Regions from separate parts of the Mus musculus genome. Here regions 1 and 2 are each linked to region 3. A link is a contact called in public HiChIP or PLAC-seq data. All regions are on one chromosome and are shown on one strand. The core of a region is the stretch at or near the end of the contact, and the rest is flanking DNA. Distances in the headings are between cores, read along the strand shown. Region 1 has its middle 50 kb from the start of Edn1. Region 2 has its middle 35 kb from the start of Gm32833. Region 3 has its middle 14 kb from the start of Gm5082.

Region 1 (3,708 bases), core at 1,049-3,548, 690 kb after region 3:
TGGCTTGATCTTGTGCAGGTCTTGTGTAGGAGACCATAGCTGCTGTGAGTTCATGAGTACAGAGGTCCTAAAGTATCCCGAACACATTGTTTTGCTCTTAGCCTTTAAAAAGAAGTGGAGGGGGAGTTATTGATTCTCTAATTGGTTCTTGATTGTGTCAAGGAGGATGGGGCAGGATATTTAAAAATATGTAGGCTGTCTGATATTTTCCATCTAGGACAACTTAGATGGGCAGAAAAAAGGGCATAGCTGAGGCGATTGTTGGTGGCTTTGTGGACCTAGCTTCCAGAGGCTGAGGGAGCTTGGGCAGAGCTCTCGGGAAAGAGCTAGCATGTTCTAAAAATTACACACAACAAAGAAGTTATAGGGGAGGGAGGTTATAGTGAAAATGAAAGAGTCACCCTCCTACACAGGATGCTGTGCATTTCATGTGATTGAAGGAATTTCTTTCTTTCTTTCTTTCTTTCTTTCTTTCTTTCTTTCTTTCTTTCTTTCTTTCTTTCTTTCTTTCCTTTCTTTCCTTCCTTCCTTCCTTCCTTCCTTCCTTCCTTCCTTCCTTCTCTCTCTCTCTCTCTCTCTCTCTCTCTCTCTCTCTCTCTCTCTCTGGTTTTTCGAGACAGGGTTTCTCTGTGTAGCCCTAGCTGTCCTGGAACTCACTCTTTAAATCAGGCTAGCCTCAAACTCAGAAATCTGCTTGCTTCTGCCTCCCAAGTGCTGGGATTAAAGGCATGTGCCACCACTACCCGGCTTCTGACTTTGCCACCAGACTTCATGAACAAACATGTCTGGGCTCTTTGCTAGAAAGTTCTTAGGTGTACACGTCACTTGGGTTTAAAACAAATGCTACCGTTTAACAATTTTCTGTTTCAAGTCTCTAAGTATTCTTTGTGCATGGAAACAGAAGCCTTCAGACTTCGAAGTTATATTGTGAAGTTGACCCACCTTTTGGTGGCATAGGTCCTATATTTTATCTGGTGTCCTAGGTCCCATATTTTATCCATCTCTTTGCCTTTCTGGGACCCACCAGCCCAATTCAAACCAAAGCATGTTCATAATCAGAGAACCTAAAGTAACTGTTAGTATGTTAAGAAGGTCACTATGTGGTTTCTTCCAACGAATGCTGTCACAGCTGTTATCCTTATGAAGGGAAAGACAGTGGAAGTGGAAGTCCTGAGGTGGGTAGAAGAAGCATTTATTGAGTGCCTATGATCTATGCTGTGCACATGATCCATGACAGTCTTTGAAGCAACTCTACAGGAACAAGACTTCTTTCATTTTACCAAAGAGGAAACCAGAGTGAACTCTCTATGTGTGATGTTGCAGCTTGTGTAGCTTCTGGACTTCATTCTAAGGCTCCTAGTTCATCAAGACCCAGGAATATAATGGCAACATTTTGGGGCTGCTTTCAGGAAGCAGAGGAGATGAGAATAAAGAATTGAAAACTTTGCCCCAAGCTCTGAACAGAGCTCTGCTCTTTGTAGACATTTTAGACCTAGCCCTGAAATTTCAAAATCAAAACTGCTGCCAACTCCAAAAATTTCTACACAACATCATGATGCTACAAGAAGAAAATTTCATAGGGTGAAATCTCAGTCTCGTTCACAAAATTATTAAAGTTGATTGCTTGAAATGAATCGAAGAGTATGTTTGTAAAGCATATACAGAAAGAGGGGTTCTTGCTTAGACTTCCATAGGATTACCCAAGATGGCTCATCAGACACGTGCAAATAGTCCAAAAGCTGAAACAAATACTTCTGGTCACAAGAATTTTGGATAACCAATCTATATTGGATGTTAGGCCCTCTTTGGCTATATCTGATCTATAAGAGATTCTGCCTTAAAAAGCAACAATAAGAAACACTGTAGTATACGCAGAGATGGCCCCTTAACTCAGTCATTAGAGATGGGACCATTTCAAATACCCAGGCAATGTGGGAACTATTAGAGGGTCAGTGGTCTTTAAGATACTTCAAAGTAGATGCCCTTGTTTTCCTGGCTCCTCTACAGGTAACTGATGCTGCTGGATTCTCTGTCTGCAAGGGCTGCTCTTTGTACCCCAAGCATCCTCCTCTTAGAAGGCTATTTCCCAGCACCCTTGCCACCCTCCAGGCTGAGTTATTTGTCCTCACCTGTGTGGTCTCCTTGGGCATCCCTCCATCACAGTGTGCCATCACGGAGCACTAATTGTTGATTTACATGTCCCTCCCACTCTCGTTCTGTGTCTTTTCATCTTTACACCCTCCAAGCATAACAGAGTGTCTAGCTCATACCGGAGGCATCATAAATATTTGCTATGTGAGTCAGTGCAAGAATGTGTGGCCGTGTAAGAGGCTGGTGTTGGGTGTAGGACAGGGTTGGGGCCAGGATGTCGTGCATTCAGTAAAAAGTGGGACAGGACTGCATAAACCTGTGCACGTATCAAGGACTGGGAGCTCCCCTGAGTTCCTACATAGGCTTTGAATTGTGACCAATTGAAGAGTAAAATCCTAATTAGCTCTTCTCGTAAGTATAACCCAGATCATTCTTCCTCAACCTGCCTCGTGGACAGAGAGGCCCAGGATCATTCTCTCTGATGTACTTTTCAACACTGACTGCAAAGTGGGTTTGCTTCTTTCGTTTTCACTTTCTTTTTACTGCTGTTTCATCTTTAGTTGTAGACATAGCTCTCCTCTGCTGTACACAGAGCCCCAAAGAATAAGGAGCCTTCCCCGAGCATGGGAGACCTCTATAGCTGAGCGCCATGGGTTTCTGGCAGACAAATCCCATGAAACTGCATACAATGCCAAGAATATGAAAGCAAGAATGCTCTCCTGTTAGAGCTGCAAGCTCAGGGGATGAATTCCTGCCTGCCTTAGCTTAAATAGTCCATCTGCAGAGGAGGCATCAAAGACGGGAGCCTGGGAACAAAGGGTTAACAGTGTCTGTGTTTGCTCTGGCATGAAGGGACACATGCAAGCTTTTAGTTGTTTCTTAATGATCCTTTGTTGTCAGAGACTCTGCAGGATCTTCCATGCTCTAGGCTCACACAGTGGCCATGGCTTCCTATTTTATCCCCCTCTATTCCCCTATTGCTTCTGTCCTACAGTAATGTTGAAAAGTTCCCATGAACCTGTTCTCTTGTCACCAATATTTCTTATCAAGAATATTGAGATTATCTATGTTGAAAATGAACCTGAGCCAGGCGTGGTGGCACACGCCTTTAATCCCAGCACTGGGGAGGCAGAGGCAAGCGGATCTCTGAGTTTGAGGCCAGCCTGGTCTACAGAGTGAGTTCCAGGACAGCCAGGGCTACACAGAGAAACCGTGTCTTGAAAAAAACAAAAAACAAAAAAAAGGCAAAACAAAACAAAACAAAACAATAAAAATAAAAAAAAAAAGAAAAAAGAAAAAAGAAAAGAAAATGAACCTGAGATTGATTTCCAACCCACTCTTTCCATGCATACCATGGGAACTTTGGGTTGCCTGAGATCACAAGCACGATGCTTGTATGGGTTATAGTTCTCGCTATGCTTCGTTGATTAGGGAGTAATGAGAAGAAAAAAGTCTGAATGTTAAAAACAGAAGCAACTATTGCAGGACTATATTAGTCCTTTTTTATTATTGTTGTTGTTGTTGAAATTATTAAATTCCTAACAAGAAGCAGTTGATGGAAGGACACTTCTACTTGGGCTCACAGTTTGAGGGTACTGTCCAGCATGTCCAGTAATG
Region 2 (3,623 bases), core at 667-3,166, 710 kb after region 3:
AGACTGTATCTATTTCTTCATTAGTGTGAGTAGAGCAGCAATTAACATGAATAAGTATACCTATAATATAGAGTCCATGGGATATATACCCAAAGGAGATATCTGGATTGTGCTCTTGATTATTCTCCAGAATTTGGCAGTAAGACCCTTTTGCTGAAGATACCATATACTTATGTCATAGAACATGCTGGCATTTACCTGGGAGCTTCATCCTATTGAATTGCTTCCATTGTCCCCCTTGAAGTTACTATTATGCTACTGGAGGAAAAAAAATAATTACCATTCTTATGCAGTTGTGGATTCTGCATATCTTACTGGCAAGATATGTCCACAGGTGTAATCATGACACAGATGTCACAGGAGTAACCAAACCACTTTCTGATTAGATTAAAGACCCACTCCACAAGTTTGAAACCATACCTGGCACTAGTATTAGAGCCAAGAAATTATGGCTAGGCAGCTCACAGACTCAGGCCAGACAAAATTAAAGCATGAGAGGGGAGGTGGGCAGGAACTATTACTCCTGCTTAAGAAACTATTGATAAGTGATAGCTGCTGGAAGAAAGAATTAGTTTTCTTTAAGGGCACTGTTAATGGTGGTTAGGCTACTGTGGTGTTCTGGGTGAGTAGGTCCCCACAAGCTCATATATTTGAACGCCTGGTTCCCAATTGGTAGAATTGTTTGGGAAGGATTAGGAGGTGTGGCCTTGTTGGGGTAGGTGTGTCTTTAGGGTTAGACTTTGATGTTTCAAAAGCCCATACCTTCCCCAACTAGATCTCTCTCTCTATGGTTGTGTCTGAAAGTATAAACTCTCAGCTACTCCTTCAGCACCACGCCTGTCTATGTTGCTGTGTCCTCTGACATGATAGTCACAGACTTACCCTCTGAAACTGTAAGCCCCAATAAACTATTTCTTCCATGAATTTCCTTGGTCATGGTGTCTTGTCACAGTAATAAAAAAGTAACTAAGACAGTCAAACTGCAGTGAAGGCTGCACATCCAAAAGAATATGTGCAGTGCAAACTGTACTTGATAAATTAAAAAAAAAGGTAGTGAAGTAAGGGATGGGTGGGGAAGAAGTCAGGGAAGGGAGTGAATATAATAAAATGCATTATATTATTTTTTTTCAGAAATAGCAAATATGAGGAGAGTAAAATAAATTAACTCCTTGTAAGTAAAGAAGAAATTGCATTCAATGCATACTGTGCCTTTTTATTTTATTGAAATGTTTCTATCCCAATTTTTGAATTTTCTCTTGTTTATGTAAATGTAGTATGCCTTTAAACTTCATAGTAGAAGAATATATAGGTGAAACCTTATATCAAAAATATCAAGAGTAGGGGCCAATGAGCTGGCTTAGTAGTTAAGGGCATTTGATGCTAACTACGTGAGCCTGAGCTTGATGGTGGGTGAGTACTGATATGGTAGAAAGGAGAGGTGACTCCCCAAAGTTGGCCTCAAACCTGCATGTGCAACCCATTATATATGTATAAATAAATAAATAACATAAAAAAGAAACAGGTGACAGCTTTTAAAATGCCATTTAAATCTAGAAGTTCCCTTTCTTTCTCTTTCTGTGAGCTGAGACATCCGCTATTAACTCACCCTGAAGATCATATTTTTGGACTTCCTCATTTAAAAAATGGCGACGTTGCTATTTTTAAACTCTTTGCTGTGGCAGAAGACCAGAACTTCTCCGTGCCAGGACAACTGCAGCTTCTGCAAAGTTGAACGGGTTAAGCCAGAAGTAAGAGCTTAGTTCTGTCCTGTTCTGTTCTACTGCCCCACTTCCCTCCTACCACCAAGGATCTTGCTTTCAACTTTGCGTGTAAGTTTCTGAGAATAACAATGGAGCCTTCCAAGTTCTCAGTAATCATTAACCACTTCTAGGCAGGCATAACCTTCTGCCTCTTAGCAAAGCTCTCTCTGGAGAAGTTCCAGGAGGAGCCATCACCTAGGGCAGACAGGTCCAAAGCCAAAGGGCAAGGTGGTGTCTGCAGTAGCCCAAGAGGAAGAGTGTGTGGCCACTTTATGGAATCTAGTGTCTGTGAGAGGCAGGGTAACCCCCCAAGGACTTGGGAGATGCCCCTCTAGAAGAAAGCTGTTAGAAGTCTCTGGTAGCACTCTTAGGCTTGGTCCCAGCCTTATCAGCTGGCTCATATTTACTTTACTCTCTCCTTTTCTCTTGGTGCAAGAATGATGCCAAGACATTGGCATATGTGTGTACCTACAGAGGTGGACCATAAGGCTGGACTCTGAGATAATATTGCTTATCATTTCTAGTGTGATACTACTAAATCTTTGCAGCTGTGTTTATCTGTGTTTCCAGACTGGGCTGCCGTGTGTGTGTGTGTGTGTGTGTGTGTGTGTGTGTGTGTGTGTGTATTAGTTTACTTTGGGTTTCCATAACAAAATGACGTAGGGTGATTGAATCACCATCCATCTGCATTTTAACACAAAATTCCAAGACTCTACAAAAAATATAAAATACAAAAATACAAAAATACAAATACAAAAATAAAAAATCCAAAAGCAGGCCTCAGTGGGGTCATTTCTCTCACAGCATCTCTCTGTGGTTTGGAGGCAACATGCTTCTTGCTGTGGTCTCATGTGGGCAGACTTCTGTCTTGACTGTGTCCCAGTCTCTCTCTATTAGATGCCAGTTACCAGGGGATATGGCTCACCCAGATGACCTCACTGTACCTCAGTTTACTTCTTTAAGATCTTGTCTTGAAATGTGGTCACATTCTAGGGATACTGGGGGTTAAGACTTCAATATATAAATTTTGGAAGGACACAAGTCAACCTGAGAGGGGAAGACATGCACACATAGCCATAAATAGTGTATATAGAGTCTATAACAATAAAATATACTATATTTTGATGGCTAATTTTTATGTCAATTTGTAATCGACACTGTGTGTGTGTGTGTGTGTGTGTGTGTGTGTGTGTGTGTGTGCATGCATGCTTGCATTAGAGAGTTTCTAGAGACATTTTACTGACCAAGAAATACCCATCCCTAATGTGGATGGTATCATCTCTATGGGCCATGGTTTTGAGCAGTATAAAAAGGAGCTAGTGAGATAAGTACCAGTATTCTTCATGTTCTGTTCCTAATGGTAGTCATGGCGTGACCAGCTGCCTCAAGTTCCTATACCGTGTCATCCCATGATGATGGATGGTGCCCCTTTCTCTCCCTAAAAATAATGATCCCTCCAAATAAATTCTCTCTTTCTTACATTGATTGCATTTTTTTAAAAAAATCAAATATGTTGTCATAGTAGGAGAAAGGCAACCAACATATGTAGTAAATAAAAAGTGTAGTCTACTTTATATTTCATGCATACATGTGTACACTCACAGGTGCTCCATGCAATGGAGTTCATATGATTCCGGGATACTGTCTGGTTTATGCTTGAAATTCCTCATGTCTGTAGAAACACTGAGCTTCTTATTGTGTAAAATAGTCGTGTCCATGTCTGTATCACATCTCCACACCACCCTCTCTTCAGCAAGCACACACAGTAGCTGTAACTTCGTGTTCTCTGCTCTCCCACAACCTTAATGTTCTGCAAAATACCCAGCAAGACAGGCTCCACTGACCCTCTAACCTGGCCATTTC
Region 3 (3,855 bases), core at 887-3,386:
CTTGTTTACAGGGCACCAAGCTTGTTGGAGATCCAGCTGGCCATTTTCCCTTTTGTAACCCGGAGCCCGCTGAACTGTGGGAAGACTGGGTCAGCTGTGGATAAAGCCAGGGGGTGTGGAAAAACCTTAAGGGAAGGAAGCTGCCCTTTAGAAGCTTTGACCTTCTGATTAAAGTAATAATTAAGCCATTATGTCTGTTTGGAAGGTCTTTGGGCTGGCTCGTTAGCTTTCCAAATAAAAATCTTCAACTACAGACTCCATCCAGCCCAGAACATCACCACTGGGGTGTTCGAGATCAGCACTGGTCACAAACCGATTGGTTTCAATGTTAAACACTTCTCATAGTCAGCTGCTTCTGCCTTATATTAGATTTCAAGATGAAAGTTACTTCCAAACAGCTCCAGCTGCCCAAGGACTCTTTATTCACCTCAGATTTGGAAGGGAACCGCAAGATGAGTTGTGTTTATTGGGGATGGGGTGGGGGTGGGGTCATCTGAGCATGTGCTTTTCTGTAGCTATCCACAGAAGCACAGGGGTCCTGATAGAAGCCCATGTAATTGTGCATGAAAGGACTCTCTGGGTGTCTTGGAACCCTCATCTCTTTCTCCTCCATCCCACCATGACTGAAGTCTTTTTCATACCAGTATGTGGTGAGCTTTATCAGAAGGTTAGAGTATGGGAACTCCTGCCCCGAAAGGATGGACAGAGACAAACACAGGAGCTCCAGAAGTCGCCGGGGCCTCCGAAGGGCTCTTTGCAGCCGGCCTCTTTCAGCCGGCACTGTGGAGATGGGTACTTTCAGAAATGTCTGAGCATGGAGGGCTCTGACTTAGACAGAGGTTCATGCCTCTGTTTTGTTGCAGATGGTTCAAGTTCCTTTGTTTGTTCTGTGGAAATATAATTTTATTCTGTCTGAACCCCAGCCCATGGGACAGTGTCACTGACATCCAGAGCGACCTCGGGCCAATCATTTCTAGAAGCACTGTCGAGCCTGTGCATGCGCGCACACACAGCCAAAGGCATACCTCACTAATGGCCTGATTTGTTTCTTAATCCATTCATTTTGATGTTTGCTATCAGCTATCCTATGTTATAAACTTACTTCACAAAGGAGAAAGGGGAGGAAGGGACAAAAAATCAATAACAGCAGATATATTGCATGGGCACTGAAAATTATGAATGCAACTGGAAGAAAGCAGAACAGGAACGAAGGGTGCGGAGGGTGGTTTGTGACAGAAGAGGGAGCATCGCAATAGAAGCTTCAAGTGTAATTTTAATGAAGCAGGGAGAAGAGGAACAAGAGAGGGTTTTTATTTCTTGTCATGAAGAATTGATATCAGTCATGGACAAATGTAGGACATATATTCATATATATGTCCCATACCAATGTGTATATATACACACAAATCCATCATGCCAGTATCTGTAGGCTAATAATCTAAAGATATTTATGTATACAATAATAATATTATTTATTTTGTAATTAGATGCCTACATAATTATGTATGCTTTATGTGTGTGTGTATACATTTCATAATTTTAATAATGTCTCTAAAAGGAAGTATGTGCCCTCAGACATTTGAATATCTCATCCAAGTCAGGCGGCTACATGAGAAATGTCTAGATCCCCTCCTAACATGACTGAGAGTTACATCTCTCAGTCATGTGAGCCGTGGAAGTCTGTGCTTTTGACCTGTTACTTTGATCAGGATTCGTACTACTGCGGGTAGACTTTAGTTTGAGGTGAGAAGGTACCGGAAGCAGCGAGGGTTCCTGGGATGCGGCTGATACCTGAAGGAGGGGAGGCTGTTGGAGCAGGGCACAGCTAGCGCATCATGCTACATACACCACTCCCAATCTCAAACCCAAGTCAGAGCCCTGGTTTCTGTTGTCTCTGAAAGGTTTTAGTGCACAAATAAGCAAATAAGAGACAAGGAATGTCCAGTCATTGTTTGCAGAGTTTCTGGAATTTCGCGCATTGTTAGTTTAGCTGTTCAAGAAGGCTTTGCTTCGCTGTTTATCAAACAGCAGCAGGCTCGTGAATAACTTCCTCGGGTACTGGCCCACATTCTCTGTCCCCTTGGCGTCTCTTGCCCAGCAAGGCTCATTCAGGGCGTCTTCCCAACATCCTGTCTGGGAATGCGCAGTTTTTCTCTGCTTACTAAGCCCCAGTGGCCCTTATTGAAATGACCTCCTGCCCAGGAAGAGCTGCTCTGGCGCCTGGCTGGAAGCAACCGTGGTTTCTAGGAAGTCACACACACACACACACACACACACACACACACGAGCGAGCGTGCGTGCGTGCCCATGCTGGAAGTCGTGTTCAGAAAGGGCAGAATGTTCTTCCTAAGGAACTTTCCTGACCCAAGAACCAGCAGGTGTTACAGCAACAGCTAAAACAGGCCAAGTCAGGGGCAGGGCACACACTGGAAGCCAGCCAGAACCACAAGCAGCAGCCCTGGTGACTAAGGCAAGCTGAGGCGGCATGGGGATTTTCCATGGGCATAAGAGAACACCATGTGTGTGGTTGTGTGTGTCTGTGTGTATATGTGTGTTTGTATATGTGTATGGAGTATGTATGTGGAGTGAGTGTTTGTATGTGGACAGTGTAGAGTGTATTTGTGTATGTATGTGTGGAATGTGTGTGTATACATGGAGTGTGTAGTGTGTGTATGTGTATGTGTGTATAGTGTGTGTGCATGTTGTGTGTAGTATATGTATGAATTGTATATAGAGTATGTATGTGTGTGTGTAGTGTGTGTGCTTGGAGGGTGTAGTGTGTGTGTGTGTTTGTTTGGAGTATGTGTGTATGTGTGTGTGTAGTATGTGTGTGTGTGTGTGATCATAGGTGCATTCAAGTATAAAACTTACTGAGATATCTTCAAAGCCAGCAGCATTTAAGAAAAAAACTAACAGCAGAAATCCATCTCAAAAGAATGTTGCTTACCTTAGCTAAGCATGTTCTAAAGCTATTGTGATTCTTTTCTTTTTACACTTTAAAGCAGTGAGTTACCATCCCCCCTGTGTGAGTGTGTGAGTGTGTGTGTGTGGGTGGGGGGGTTGAATGACTGTTTCACAGAGGTGGCCTAACACCAATGAAAAACGATGCTACTCACATTGCAATTCATAACAGTAGCAACATTACAGTTATGAAGTAACGTGACTCTATGTTTGCCGTTGCCACACCGTGAGGCACTGGATCAAGGGTTGCGGCATCAGGAAGGTTGAGAACCACTGTTTTAACGGGTTACCAGTGAGAACAGGGAGACCGGAAGTCTCCAAACACCCTGTGTCTTAGTTTGGTTTGCTGTGACAAAACACCCTGAACAAAAGCAATATGGTGAGGAAAGGGTTTGTTTCAGCTGACAGGATAGAGTCCACCATCAAGAGAATGCAGGGCAGGAGCTCAAGGCAGAAGCCTGGAAGCAGACACCGAGGCAGAGGCCGGGGAGGGGTGCGCTTACCGGCTTGCTCCCATATGACTTGCTCAGAATTCTTTCTTACAGCACCCAGAACCACCTCTCCAGGGGTGGCACCACCTACAACAATCTAGGCTCTCCTCCAATCAATCATTAATCCAGAAAATGTCCCCGACAACATAAGACTACGTGACAGTCTTATGGAGGCATAAACTGAAGTTTCTTCTTCCTGGGCGACCTAGCTTGTAGCAAGCTGACAAAATCATCATTATCATTATCATCATCATCAAAGACAACTCCCTGAACATTAAAAAAAAATCTAAAGAGGTAGAATAGTAAACTTTTTAGCAATGACACTTTTGTAATTATTATGCTTAAGACATCCATCCTCTAAGGATTCCAAGGACCAAGAAACTGAGTGCCTTGCAGAATCATG

What was found. HiChIP or PLAC-seq counts read pairs in DNA pulled down with a chosen protein or histone mark.
Region 1: a contact with region 3 is called in a FOXA1 HiChIP or PLAC-seq map of pancreatic cancer cells. The contact joins two enhancer-like sites. A contact is called at or near these places in 1 of 484 Hi-C or Micro-C datasets (bone marrow-derived macrophages) and 1 of 115 datasets of contacts at active chromatin or transcription factors (pancreatic cancer cells).
Region 2: an HNF4G HiChIP or PLAC-seq map of pancreatic cancer cells shows a contact between it and region 3. The contact joins two enhancer-like sites. A contact is called at or near these places in 2 of 115 datasets of contacts at active chromatin or transcription factors (extraembryonic endoderm stem cells and pancreatic cancer cells).

The regions. Positions count from the first base shown.
Region 1 is chr13:42,349,568-42,353,275 of GRCm38.p6, forward strand. No RefSeq gene overlaps it. Among named protein-coding and RNA genes, the nearest start is that of Edn1, 50 kb to the left of the region's middle. Within about 2 kb of position 2,299, at least 36 of the 459 cell types and tissues checked have an H3K27ac peak or open chromatin away from gene starts, as enhancers often do. A contact at or near this core is called in pancreatic cancer cells, where this site is marked.
Region 2 is chr13:42,366,160-42,369,782 of GRCm38.p6, forward strand. No RefSeq gene overlaps it. Among named protein-coding and RNA genes, the nearest start is that of Gm32833, 35 kb to the right of the region's middle. Within about 2 kb of position 1,917, at least 60 of the 459 cell types and tissues checked have an H3K27ac peak or open chromatin away from gene starts, as enhancers often do. A contact at or near this core is called in pancreatic cancer cells, where this site is marked.
Region 3 is chr13:41,660,510-41,664,364 of GRCm38.p6, forward strand. No RefSeq gene overlaps it. Among named protein-coding and RNA genes, the nearest start is that of Gm5082, 14 kb to the left of the region's middle. Within about 2 kb of position 2,137, at least 153 of the 459 cell types and tissues checked have an H3K27ac peak or open chromatin away from gene starts, as enhancers often do. A contact at or near this core is called in pancreatic cancer cells, where this site is marked.